Regions from separate parts of the Mus musculus genome. Here all the other regions are linked to region 1. Evidence: chromatin contacts called from public Hi-C data. All regions are on one chromosome and are shown on one strand. The core of a region is the stretch at or near the end of the contact, and the rest is flanking DNA. Distances in the headings are between cores, read along the strand shown. Region 1 overlaps Trpm3 (transient receptor potential cation channel, subfamily M, member 3). Region 2 overlaps Trpm3 (transient receptor potential cation channel, subfamily M, member 3). Region 3 has its middle 94 kb from the start of Trpm3. Region 4 overlaps Trpm3 (transient receptor potential cation channel, subfamily M, member 3).

What was found. Hi-C and Micro-C count contacts between places; a contact is called where the count stands out from the background.
Region 2: a contact with region 1 is called in a Hi-C map of cerebellum, with 2.7 times the contacts expected there. A contact is called at or near these places in 1 of 39 promoter capture datasets (liver), 7 of 484 Hi-C or Micro-C datasets (brain, cerebellar granule neurons, cerebellum and 3 more) and 1 of 9 other capture datasets (embryonic stem cells).
Region 3: a contact with region 1 is called in a Hi-C map of cerebral cortex, with 2.6 times the contacts expected there. A contact is called at or near these places in 27 of 484 Hi-C or Micro-C datasets (the AML12 cell line, the AtT-20 cell line, the G1E-ER4 cell line and 16 more), 1 of 130 datasets of targeted methods (fibro-adipogenic progenitors) and 1 of 9 other capture datasets (embryonic stem cells).
Region 4: a contact with region 1 is called in a Hi-C map of cerebral cortex, with 2.6 times the contacts expected there. A contact is called at or near these places in 3 of 484 Hi-C or Micro-C datasets (the G1E-ER4 cell line, cerebral cortex and liver) and 1 of 130 datasets of targeted methods (PVALB interneurons).

Annotation. Positions count from the first base shown.
Region 1 is chr19:22,552,769-22,555,913 of GRCm38.p6, forward strand. All of the region lies in intron 1 of Trpm3 (transient receptor potential cation channel, subfamily M, member 3), which reads left to right. Among named protein-coding and RNA genes, the nearest start is that of Gm33649, 79 kb to the left of the region's middle.
Region 2 is chr19:22,753,434-22,756,182 of GRCm38.p6, forward strand. All of the region lies in intron 6 of Trpm3 (transient receptor potential cation channel, subfamily M, member 3), which reads left to right. Among named protein-coding and RNA genes, the nearest start is that of Mir204, 4.2 kb to the left of the region's middle.
Region 3 is chr19:22,352,884-22,355,960 of GRCm38.p6, forward strand. It overlaps a transcript of Trpm3 not described here. Among named protein-coding and RNA genes, the nearest start is that of Trpm3, 94 kb to the right of the region's middle.
Region 4 is chr19:22,799,181-22,801,913 of GRCm38.p6, forward strand. The region is part of intron 8 of Trpm3 (transient receptor potential cation channel, subfamily M, member 3); the gene reads left to right. Among named protein-coding and RNA genes, the nearest start is that of Mir204, 50 kb to the left of the region's middle.

The DNA.
Region 1 (3,145 bases), core at 598-3,097:
ACTGCATTGATTCTGGCCAGTGTCCTTACGAGTTATGTGTGGCTCCAAGACCTTTAGAAGTAAACTCAGGAACCAGATGTGATGGTAGAGGATAGAGAGGCAGAAAGACAGGGGTTGTATGTTTGAGAACAGTCTGGACTTCGCAGGCAGACCCTCCATCTCAGCATGTGTGAGCACTACAGCAGTTATTTATTTTAGGGTTGGTTTTCTGGTTTGGGTTTTGGGTTTGGTTTGGTTTGGTTTGGTTTGGTTTGGTTTGGTCTGGTCTGGTCTGGTCTGGTCTGGTCTGGTCTGGTTTGATCTGGCTTGGTTTGGTTTGGTTTTGGAGACAGAATCTCACAATGTAGCCTAGGCTGAATTCAAATCTGTGAACCTCCTGCTTCAGCCTCCCCAGTGCTTAGATAACAATCACCACTCCCACAATCTTTGCTAATACTTGTTTTGGTAACCTGGGTAGGAAGGACATTCATGTGAGAGTCCCGGGTTATGTCTCTTTCTTTACTTCTATTCTCTATTAGCTACCCAGCATTCCTACACTCAATCAGAAGGCACATGATTGCCGAATTGGTTATATACACAGCCCAGACGTTGTGCACAGCCCTACCTTCTGAGTAGGTCCTAGGGTTCCCAGTCCACATCACTTAGCCTAGCCCGGACTCTTGTCCTCAAGACTAGAGAACTCTGACAATGGCTTTGGATTCTAGAAGTACTTGTAAACAGAATCCACTCGGGCACCCTCCCACGTAACACCGTTTAAGCCTCTTCTACACCAACCCGACACCTGATACAATCAATGCAAAGCCGTTAGCTAGAATTGAGGAAATCTGACCCTTGATATTTGAAAATGACCCTGTTTGTATTCTGAATCCCTTGAAGTCTTTTCAATAAAGAAGGGTATTTGACTGTTCTCGAGCTGCCACTGCTTATAGAAGCAACTGCATCGTATTATCCGTTCCGTCTACAGACCTGCCAAGAACGATGGGTTGGAGGACAGAGCCACTTATTTGATTCTGAGAATATGTTTATTCTGTGAACACTAATGGAAAAAAAAATAGCAAAACTACCACATGTCACCTCTCAGACTGAGGTGACCCTGCTGACTAGAAAGCAGATGCGCATTGCGTTGCTGGCTTCTTGTAACAGCTACAAGCATCGAAACATCTTAATGAATTCAAAGTCTGGAGCTGTTCCCTGTCTGTCTGTCGGTGATTCTTATTTAAATAGCAAACCCTGTTTAATTGGCTCCAAAGGTAATCAGGCTAGACACATTTGGGGTGCTAACCGACAAAGGAGAGGCAAATAAATTACAAAGAAAAAATCTGAATTTCTCTAGATCCCAATAAAAGTAAGAAAAAATTTCATTCTGCTGTGTGTACATGCTTTAAAACGTATCTTTCACTCGAAACCATATGCTGGGGGAATTACTTTTATATCTGGGGATGAACCTGAACCCAACATTGGTATTTTCTTTCCAAATCTTAGTAGTCCTTCAAAATGGCTAACGAAAAAACAACAACAAACAAACAAACAAACAAACAAAAAGAATGACTAAACTGAGGTGGAATTCAACATTTCAGCCTGAATATTCAGCCCAGCCAAATCTTCAGGCTCTGAATTAATAAACTCATTCCGTCTGACTTGATTTTAGGGTCACATTGAGCCAAAACCAACTTCCGGGGCTTGGGAGCCTTGCTTTGAACAGAAGGCTGTTTGCTTGTTCCCAGTGGGAATACATTATGCTGAGTGATGGCTTCCTGTTTGTCCTGGAGGGGCCTCCCTGGCCTGAAAGAAGTCACAATTTGGGTCAGCTCTCTCTGCAGGGGCCATTCCTGACAGCTTTCTTGGGATAAATGAGATCTGAAACATCGGGCTTTCAGTATATGAAAAGGTCTTGGCACAAAGCCCCCGTCTCTCTACAGAGGGCTCTGACTTTGAAAATGCCCTGCATGCTGCAGTTTTTCCCCAGCCCACAGGGACTCCTGCTGGGGCATCTTGCTAGGAGGTCCACGTGCTCCCGTGCTCCCCACGTGGATAGATTAGATGTCTGTGGGAGGACTGCCCAGAAACTGTTGCACCTTCTGAAATGACAATGCAAGGTGCCGAAGGGTAAAAATAGCCCTGGATCAACACATGAGTCAATGGCTGTATTTAACCAATCTTCTGTTAGGGAACAAAAAAGCCTTAAAATGCCACCATGCTGAAAATAACGGGCAATTAAAGCACACCGAACCGAACCCATGATATGACTTGTGGCAGCCAAGTGTTCTCCAGAAGCCTCCTTCTTGGAGAGCTAATTGCACGGGGTTTCCAGTCTTTAGCTTCCCCCTCAGGTTTCCTACTGAGCCCTTTACTCTTTTATATTTGAGAAGCATAGATTCACCCAGGCACCCAGGGCAATACTATTACTGCCTGTCATTTCTGATCATTTTCAAAAAAAAAAAAAAAAAAAAAAGTGCCCTGTACTGCTAAAGTCTTAGAATGCTACAATCTGAAATGAGCTATTGATTGCCTGGAGGATTTAGAAAGGGAAAGTTGGTGTCCAGAGACAATATTCAACAGCTTGGAACAATTAATTCAAGGGACAGCACACCTGCATAGTACTTCAGGTGTGATGGATAGCCAATTACCAGGTCTCCGCTTTCCTAATTCTTGATCTCTAGAGAGGTTCTGCTGGGGTGGGCATGTTCTCTTTCTCATCTTGCCTGAGTGTCTTCCCTGTGTAACCCATCCCGGAAAGGAAGCTATCATTAAAAGAAAATGGAAAGACCATCTCGAAGGGAGTTTGAATGGGACCAGAAGCCTAAGGGAGATGGTGGCTGCCTCAAAAGGGTGTGATGCAAACCACAGCAAGAATGGAAACGGTGGTCGTACTGAGCAAACTTGCCCGGGTTGACTAGGAAGAAAAGGAAAAGTATTGCTTTCAAAGGTAAAGTGGTCAGGTCTAGAAACTTGAAACTATAATAGTACAATGTGTGTTCCCAAGTGCTAGAATCTTAGGTTCAATGGTATGTAACGTATCCATATAGGAAAGTGAACAGTCAGAAGCTGCAGAAGGAACAAACTCAAACTGGGAGACAGCAGGAAGGAAGGAAAGGGCAGAGCAGAGAATTTTTAGGTCATTGAAGTGGTTTTGGTTTTTTGGTTT
Region 2 (2,749 bases), core at 83-2,582, 200 kb after region 1:
TCCCCAAACGCAGGCAGGGGAATGCTCGACCCTAACAAGCCTTGGCATCTCTGGGTCCACGTGGGGACGTGTGGGCAATTCCTGCTGGAAAGACGCAGAGTGGAAAAAAAAAAAAAAAAAAAAAAAGAATAGGTGTGTGCCTTTGCCAAATCAGGGCGGGTGAAGATTGAAGCGTCAGCTTTCCTGGTCATCAAACAAATCCGAGCTGAGCCCTGCCTCATTAGCAGCATCTCGTCTACCCAGAGGGAGAGCACAGGAAGTGTGCACCGTCTGTGCTGCACATTAGGAATTGTTATGAAATCCTGGGGGAGGCTGGGAAGCAAGCCACAACTGAGCACAGCATGCCTGCGTGAAGTCTAGGCAGCCGTTCCCTGCACCTTGCTTTCCAGCCTCAGACCCTGGCCTGTTGAAACACAACAGCATGTGTTTTGCCCTGTTGATTTATATGTTCCCATTGGTCAAACACTAAGAACTATTTCACTAGACGTTGTTGTTCATAAACTTAGATACATAGGAAATGTCGCCTAATGACACTATCAAATAGACTCTAACCTCCCTTCATATCATGTTTTCAGTTCAAACTTGCTATAAATATTAGTCCCGCACCCTCCCCCAACCCTGTGCTAGTTAGTTTTCTATCACTGTAAAAAGCTTTTGAGCTTACATTAGTAAGTCGATTCTTTACTTACAAGCAAACTACCAAAGTAGAAAACATGGGTATAAATGAGACGTTTTCACTAGTGAAACTCCCATTGCGAGTTTCCTATACAGTCCCTAGTAGCTAGGTCCTGGGCTTGACTTGCTAGGGAGTTCATCTGCCAACAAAAGCAGCGTGCCACCAGTACAGCTCAATGTGCAACAGCGCTCCGTTTATACGCACGCGTGTTTCCAACTTAGTCATTTACCATTGCATACTCGGGATAAATGAACTAACAGGATTTCCCTTCTACAAATTCCCTTAGAACATTATCTAGGCCCAAAGGTGCACAAACTGTAGCCCAGGAGTCAAATCCATCATATCTATTTTTGTAAACAAAGATTTACTGCAACATTTGTTGTTGTGAATAAAATATCTCCCGATGGTTCTGTGCCACGATCACAATCCTCTGGCAGAGCTGAAAAGAAACGCTTTCTCTGGCCCTTCAAGGAAAAGGCTTGCTGATGGCTCACGCTTTAAAGTAGACTCCTAGGAACATTGTGGATGGGCATTTCGGGTCTCACCCCGTGAACTTTTCCTGTATTTGCTTGAGCAGGGACACACTTTAGATGTCAGCTGTTTTGTTCTATTACCTCCCCCTGCAGCTTAAGCTAAGCCACTAGCTCTCAAAGTGTGCTCCCTGGACCAGCAGCTGCAACAGCGCCTGGAAAACTGCTGAAACACAAATTCTCACTGATCTGAGACTCCCAGGGAGGGGCCAGTGTGGGATTTCAAGCAATGACCCCCACGAGTGATGCTGATGGGTCTAAAAGAACAGCCTTTGTCCTTGCAGACACTGGCAAGAGATTTCCACACACACTGCTTCTTCCAATCATTTTCAATGAGCAAAGTACTTCCTTACAGTAGGATTGCAATTCTAGGGCATCCCTGAAAGGGCCATATTTTTACTTAATAATCTCAAGATAGCCTTCTTTTAGATAATAAGGTCACGAGTTATTACGGCAGCCACATAGATTTTTGGTGCCAGAAGCTACAAAAGGCAGTTTCACATAGACTATAGAATAGGACAAAAAAACATTAAATACTCCCATGATTGAGGTCTCAGAGAACCTACTGCATACCTCTGGGCTATAACTCCCAACTTCTCATCATCATACTGGATGAGTTTAAATGATAATGTGGTGTGGCATCCATCTCCAGATGAGAAGTAACAGGATCCATCTCTAGCACCACTGAGGATAGGCTAGGCCATGAGAAAAGTTTTCAACTGATATCTTCCCCCCTAACAGATTAGCACAGGTGCCTCTGAATTGCAGCTCTGTTCCTTTGCTTAATCATTGAGTTCTCTGGGGCTTCATCTCTCCTCATGCAAACAGAGGAATAGCTCTGATATCGAACAGCTGGGGTTTAGAAGGAATGGAAAACGGAGCCCATGAAACAGTGTGATCAACAGTGAACAAACAAACTCAGGGCCTCTTTTAAACACCCTATACTGCTGTCTACTTTAAGAAATATCAGAAGTGACCTTGCGCTCCATAAGTGTGTAACTGTGTGTAAAGGTTTGTCCAGGATTCAGCTGTTCCAGTTTATAATTAGTATACTGCAGTGATTATCAGTGAGGACACACACACACACACACACACACACACATAAATGTGCCCTGGTTGAATGGTAAATCAATTGATCCCCTTAGTGTAAGACAACACTTCATTCCAAACCCAAAACGCAAATGCAGCCTTGTTTGGATTCATTTGTAATTACCTTCTTTAAAAAGCACATTACCAGCCGGGCGTGGTGGCACACGCCTTTAATCCCAGCACTCGGGAGGTAGAGGCAGGAGGATTTCTGAGTTCGAGGCCAGCCTGGTCTACAGAGTGAGTTCCAGGACAGCCAGGGCTACACAGAGAAACCCTGTCTCGAAAAGCCAAAATAAATAAATAAATAAACAAACAAACAAATCTTAAAAAAAAAAAAAGCACATTACCATCATTATTTGCTCATAAAGAGCTATCACTGTATTAAGAAAAACACATACCATACAATGAAAAACAGTATTTTTTCACTTAGAAATAGATTTGCACTTCCAAAGTG
Region 3 (3,077 bases), core at 83-2,582, 200 kb before region 1:
TATAATTTAGGACTCAAGCACTAGCTTAGACTGTACCATGACAAACCACAGGGACGGTACAAAGAAGAAGTGGGCAGAGGGGGGAGGTCCTGATAGAATGATGGACAGGAAGGTCTTTGATGCGAGGTGATTTTTAAGAGAGTCAGAGTCATCTTGCAGTAGTACCTCAAACTATCTACAAAGAAAAGGGCCAGGGCCAGGGTCTTGCATGATGACCAGACTGTGACATTAAGGACAAAGATGTAGGCTGGAGTGGAGTGGGGATCAGGCAGCGTGGAATTACATTGGGCTTCACACAAGGGGCAAGATCACATACAGAAAAACATAGTTTGTGCTGAAACCTTATGCTTGCTATCATCTATCTATCTATCTATCTATCTATCTATCTATCTATCTATCTATCTATCTATCTATAGCTATATATAGATAGCTTTGAGGCAGTTGCTTATTTACTATTAGGGTTTGTTTGTTTTATTTTAGTTAGTTTGATTTTTTTGGGTGGGGGCAAGGTCTCATGTAGCTCAGGCTGGCTTCAAAATCCTTTTGTAGCCAAGGCTAGCCTTGGACCAGTCTTTCTGCCTCCACTTCCCAAGTGCCAGGATTACAACTATGCACTATTATGGCCAATTAGATGAGTATTTATGGAAAAATGTGGGGTATCTAAATAGGAGCCTGAATATTTGGTTTTACAGATCTCAGGATGGAAGACGCGTACTGTGAGGGAAAGTAGACTGCTATGCCTTGAAGTGTGCGTCCTTAAAACTCACACATTGAACACATTGCTTTTAGCATCCTGGAATGTGTCTATATAGGAGATGAAGTCTTACAAGAACAAAGCTAAAATGACATTAAGAGAAGCCCTAGTGTGTCAGGTTTTCTCATCGGGAGGAGGTTAAGACTCGGACAGGAATACAAGAACGACCTGGTGAAGGCAGGAAGAAAAGAAACACAGCAAGCAAAAGAGAGGCTGCAGAAGAAACTAACATTGCCAGCGCTTCATCTTGAATTTGTAGAGTTCAGAACCATGAAATCCTCGTGGGGTGGGGGTAAGGTCCGGGTCCTGTTGTCTAAGCGCTAAGCCTCCCCTGCCCCATTTTAGTGCTTTGTTCTAGCAGTCAGGGAAGAATATATGTGGGTATTTAGAATCTTCCAGTGTAGTATGCAGCACTAGCCTGACAGCTTTAGCAGTGGTTTGTGCATCTTGTTGCACCCCCACCCCACCACCCGCCGCTCTTATATGGCTCCCTCACACGCTGAATTGTATTCCTCTCTGTAACTGATTGGAAATGAGGTGACTGCCAAGGCTGAGTCACGTAAAACACTGTGGCATTGCCTTGTTTTGTCATGGCTCACTGCCTCTGAAGAAAGCCAGCTGCCCCACTGTAAGGACATTGTAGCCTCATATAGAGGTTCGAATGTTATAAAGAACGCAGACCGTGTCAGGTGGGCACGCTCATGAGCAACCTCTAAGTGCCCCAGCTCCGCAGGACCCTGGATCCATCCTCAGTACACACCTTGAGTGACACCCCGCCCAGTCATGCTGCCTAGTCTTCCTGACCTGTAGTAGGGATTGTGCGATAATAAGTATATATTGTAGCCGTAAACCACTCAGTCTGAGCTGGGGGCAGTTGGTGCCGTAGCAACCGATTAGTAATATAAAAAATTAAAGAGAAAAGGACAGCGGCAATGCAGCTACCTTCTTTCTGGTGAATCTAAAAGTGGGTCAGCGGGATTTCATTCAGCCCGAATTAAAGAAAAAGACGTTCGCTCCGCTGCAGAGAAATCTGCAGCCTGGGGTGATATTTTTAAAGGCCCAGCTAAATTTTTGTCTTTTAGAGTTTTTGAAACTTTGGCATTTTTCCCAAACTCTGTAAGAATTTCTGATGGTAACAACAACACCTACGATTCATTTAACAAAGATTTAAAGCACATTTTTTTCACATCGACTTCTGTGTTCAATTTAATTTGGAAGACTGCAGTTCTCTAGAGTTCCCTGGAATTTGTATAACTTTCTAAATTGATCAAAGCTCTTCCCTGTGGAAGGATGGATGCAAGTTTTTTTTTTTTTGATGTAGATGACACCTTTGAAAATTAAAACCTGAGTCCTTCCCACCCTAGTATGCCTTTTAATTTTGCATCAACTACCTATACCAAGAACTGAGTGGCTGACAGTATCTACATATATTTAAAACCACTGTTTCCTAGAAAATGAATATTTGATATTGAAACTTTAATTGTCAAATTGTATCCAGAGAGAAAAAGTGTGCTTTGGGCTATAAGTGAAGTTCATTTACAAAATGAACAGTGAAATTCAGTCTTTGGCAAAACATGGCCATTCTCCTGAATCTTAGTGGAAGGTCAGGAGGGACGGGGAAAGCTAGCCAACTGTCAGCAAGTTGCAGTCAGGGTAACAGACCCTGGTCTTCTGCTGCACAGAGGGTGACTGTAGGTGGAAATGGATAGATTAGACATTTCAAAAATCTGAAGAGGTTTTGTAGGTTTTACCATAAAAATCACAAATATTTAAAGCAATATTTAAAGTTTAACCTGATTTAGATATTGTGACATGTGTTCACACATCAAAATAATACACAATAATACCCCACCCATATATAGACCTTCATGGTTTATATGTCAGTTGAAACTAAAGTTTCTAAAGGGTATAAGATTTATTCTACTTCCTCTTATCTTACCCTATGCTATTTAGAACAGAACAATTCACACTACTGACTAGTGAAGCAGGAGTGTAAAAGGAGTGGCCTGGCTAGTCCTGTCCTAGCTACGCGTGGCGTTTCATATTTGTTTGTAGAGTCCGGAGCTTGGAGTTGGTTACTTTTGGATAAGGATGCAGGGAGTATAGACATCAAATATGAGCTCACGGAAGGAAACCCACGTCTACAGTGACCCCACTGATAGGCAAGGGTGGTAAGAGGAGTTGCAGAGTGAGCTCATCATAGCACAGGCACAGGAAGTGGATATAGGAATTTAAATGCAGAACAGGAAGAAAGAAGGGGCACGGTGAAAAGGTGGGCACCTTCCCACTGGATCTGACTGCTAAGCTCTCTATGCATCACTAC
Region 4 (2,733 bases), core at 186-2,685, 250 kb after region 1:
CAGATAGTCCTTGAAATTCATTTCTCCTCTGCTTATCCAAAGCCTGTCATCTTATAAGAACATAACATCCTCTCTAGAAACCAGGCTTCTCCAGGACTGCTGGCTGTTCTGCCCTCTGCTCACACATGAATTTTAAAGTCGTATTGCCAAATCTACATGCATACATAGTACTAAGGAGGAACAGCAAGTGCATGGAGGACTCCACTGCCTCAGATTCAACAGAGACCTGCCCTTGAGAGAAAGCAACGCCAATACACTTATCCACTTGTTTCCCCTCCATCCCAGCAGGATAGCAAAATATCCTGATCTACATTTCTTCCTTTTGATCTGGTATCAGAGTGGGGAGTTCTCTATCAAATGTTTCTCCCAGCAATGCCACACATCCCTTCTTATCATGCTTCTTCTGTGATATTGCCATAGGAAGGGTGCTTGCTTTGTTTTGTTTTGTTTTGTTTTGTTTTGTTTTTTCAATAACCCTTTTTGTTACTCTATCTGTGGGTTCCATCTTTTCACTTTGCCAATTCTTCAATGGCATTATTTTCTTCTCTTCTTATTTCTTAGAAGTAAGGCACCCACATACAGCCTTCAATGGCATTATTTTCTTCTCATTCTCAAACTTCTATTTCCTCTCCTCCTTCCCTTCTTGGAGCCGCACCATGTGCAGTTTTTGGTATTTTTCCTTTGTGTCATTTTTAAGAGAATTTAAAAATCTTCTACCATGGGAGATTGCATCAATTTCTCCTTGAAATTCCATCAAATTTCTCCTTTATGTGTTTTGAGATTGTGTTCCTACAGTCATAAGATTTTATACTTGGCCCTATTTCCTAGTGAATCGCTGTCTGCCATGATTCATCAACCTTATTTGTTCCTGACAATGTCTCTGCCTCACTTTTCAGCTCATCTGGCATTAATACAATTACATCAGCTTCTCTCAATCATACTTTCCTGGAAACAAAAGCTTCTGTGCCCTTTCCTTCATTTCCAGTCTTTCTATACCTTACCGCTAGTTGTGTTTCTCAGGGTGTATGGCCTTTGTGTTTAATATCACTTAGATAGAGCTAATACGGTAAGCCTAGCCTATTTACATGTGCTCTGAGCTCTCTGACCTACATAAACTATTTGCATTTTATTCCATCTACAAGACACTTTCACCTTTGAGTATTTCAGCAGAGTGCCCCCTTTTCTTGGTAGCAACACACACTTCTTGCTGGATTCAACAATGACCTGTTTGGATGTTAGTCACAAAACTGTATTTCTGGCCTTAACCTCTCTTTTCTCCCATCTCCACGAGCATAATTGAAACTTGCCTCGGAGGCCTTGCTTGGTTTCCCATTGTTACTTTAAATTTAAATGTCTAGAAACAACAGTCTCTCCAACTCCCTCCAATGCCTCCCACTCCTGCACCTCCACAACTCCCTGCCTCCCACACCTCCCACACCTCTGCCCTCCAGTTCTCACATCATTTCCTCAGTCCTGTGAGCCTTAGCTCCTCCCTTTTCCTCTCCCTACACTGCCACCACGCGCAGAATCACTGCCAAGCTGTCTTGGCATCCTTTTGATGTTGTCTCCGGTGTTTGGCTCCTTTGCTGTGATTCCAGCAGCCCCCATTCTCACTTTCCTTTACTAGAACTATAGGGATTGTTTTTCCCCGATCTTGGGAAGGAGACCCTTTTTCTCCTCCTTTAAGCTTTCTGCACACTGCTCCTGGCTTCACAATTAGGAGCCCAGTTCAGATTCTATCACCCCCTTGCTTGGGTGGCGTCACTGTCTCCAAACTAATCTAGCTTTGTATTCTGGATGCAGCTGGGCATGATGCGTAGTGCTGCATAGTTCACGCAGGATTCTTCACCACCCTTCTCTCCCATCGAGTAATTCAGGCTTCCCAAGATCCTAGTTCACTTGATCAAAACAAACTATTCTTTCTGCTGCCATTGCCACTTGTTCAAATCGTATGCAATGGAGAGCACCCAGTTGTGACATTTCCTAACTCTTTAGTACAACTTCAACAGGGAAGTACAGGGAATAGATTGCAGTTGCCTTGGAACCTGTGCCTAAGCTGCTCATGGTGGGAGCTGTTCTACATCATAGCTCACATTGAGTCCCTCCCACAATTCTCTCTACTAGTCTTTCCGATAAACTGGATTAAATAGCAGGTATTTTAAATGAGCTACCTGACCTCAGGGGTAGGAGATTGAGCACGTGAAGTTGATTTTAATAATGACCCATTGAGCCATTATTTTATATAAGTCTATTGTTCGTTACATTTCTCTCAAACAAAGGATTCATACACTAGACTTTCCCATCAAGGCAAAATGTGATTTCAGAATTATGTTGGAAGATAAAAATTAAATAAAAGACTACTAACTCCAAACTCATTTATTGCTTTGTCCAAGATAGCTTCCCAATACTACTTGATTAAGAGTTATTGTGGGGTAGAGGAGGGGATCTGAAATTGTATTCCTATCTCAAAATCTAGAGCAATCTGCAGTTCTACCTCATCACATGATTTTGTGTAAAAGCCTCAAGAGTTGCAGTAATTACATCACTCTTATTTCTTACTCCTTTCCCAAAGGTCTGAGAACAATGTAGTCACTGTCTGGGTTTATTTTGGCTTTCAGTTCTACGTTGGGACTTTACTGAAGACCTGATGACTTGAACCTTAAAAACAGAATAGAAATCTCTTTTAATTATAGTTTGTGATAAAAATTGATTTAACGTTGTAATTTTCTGAGT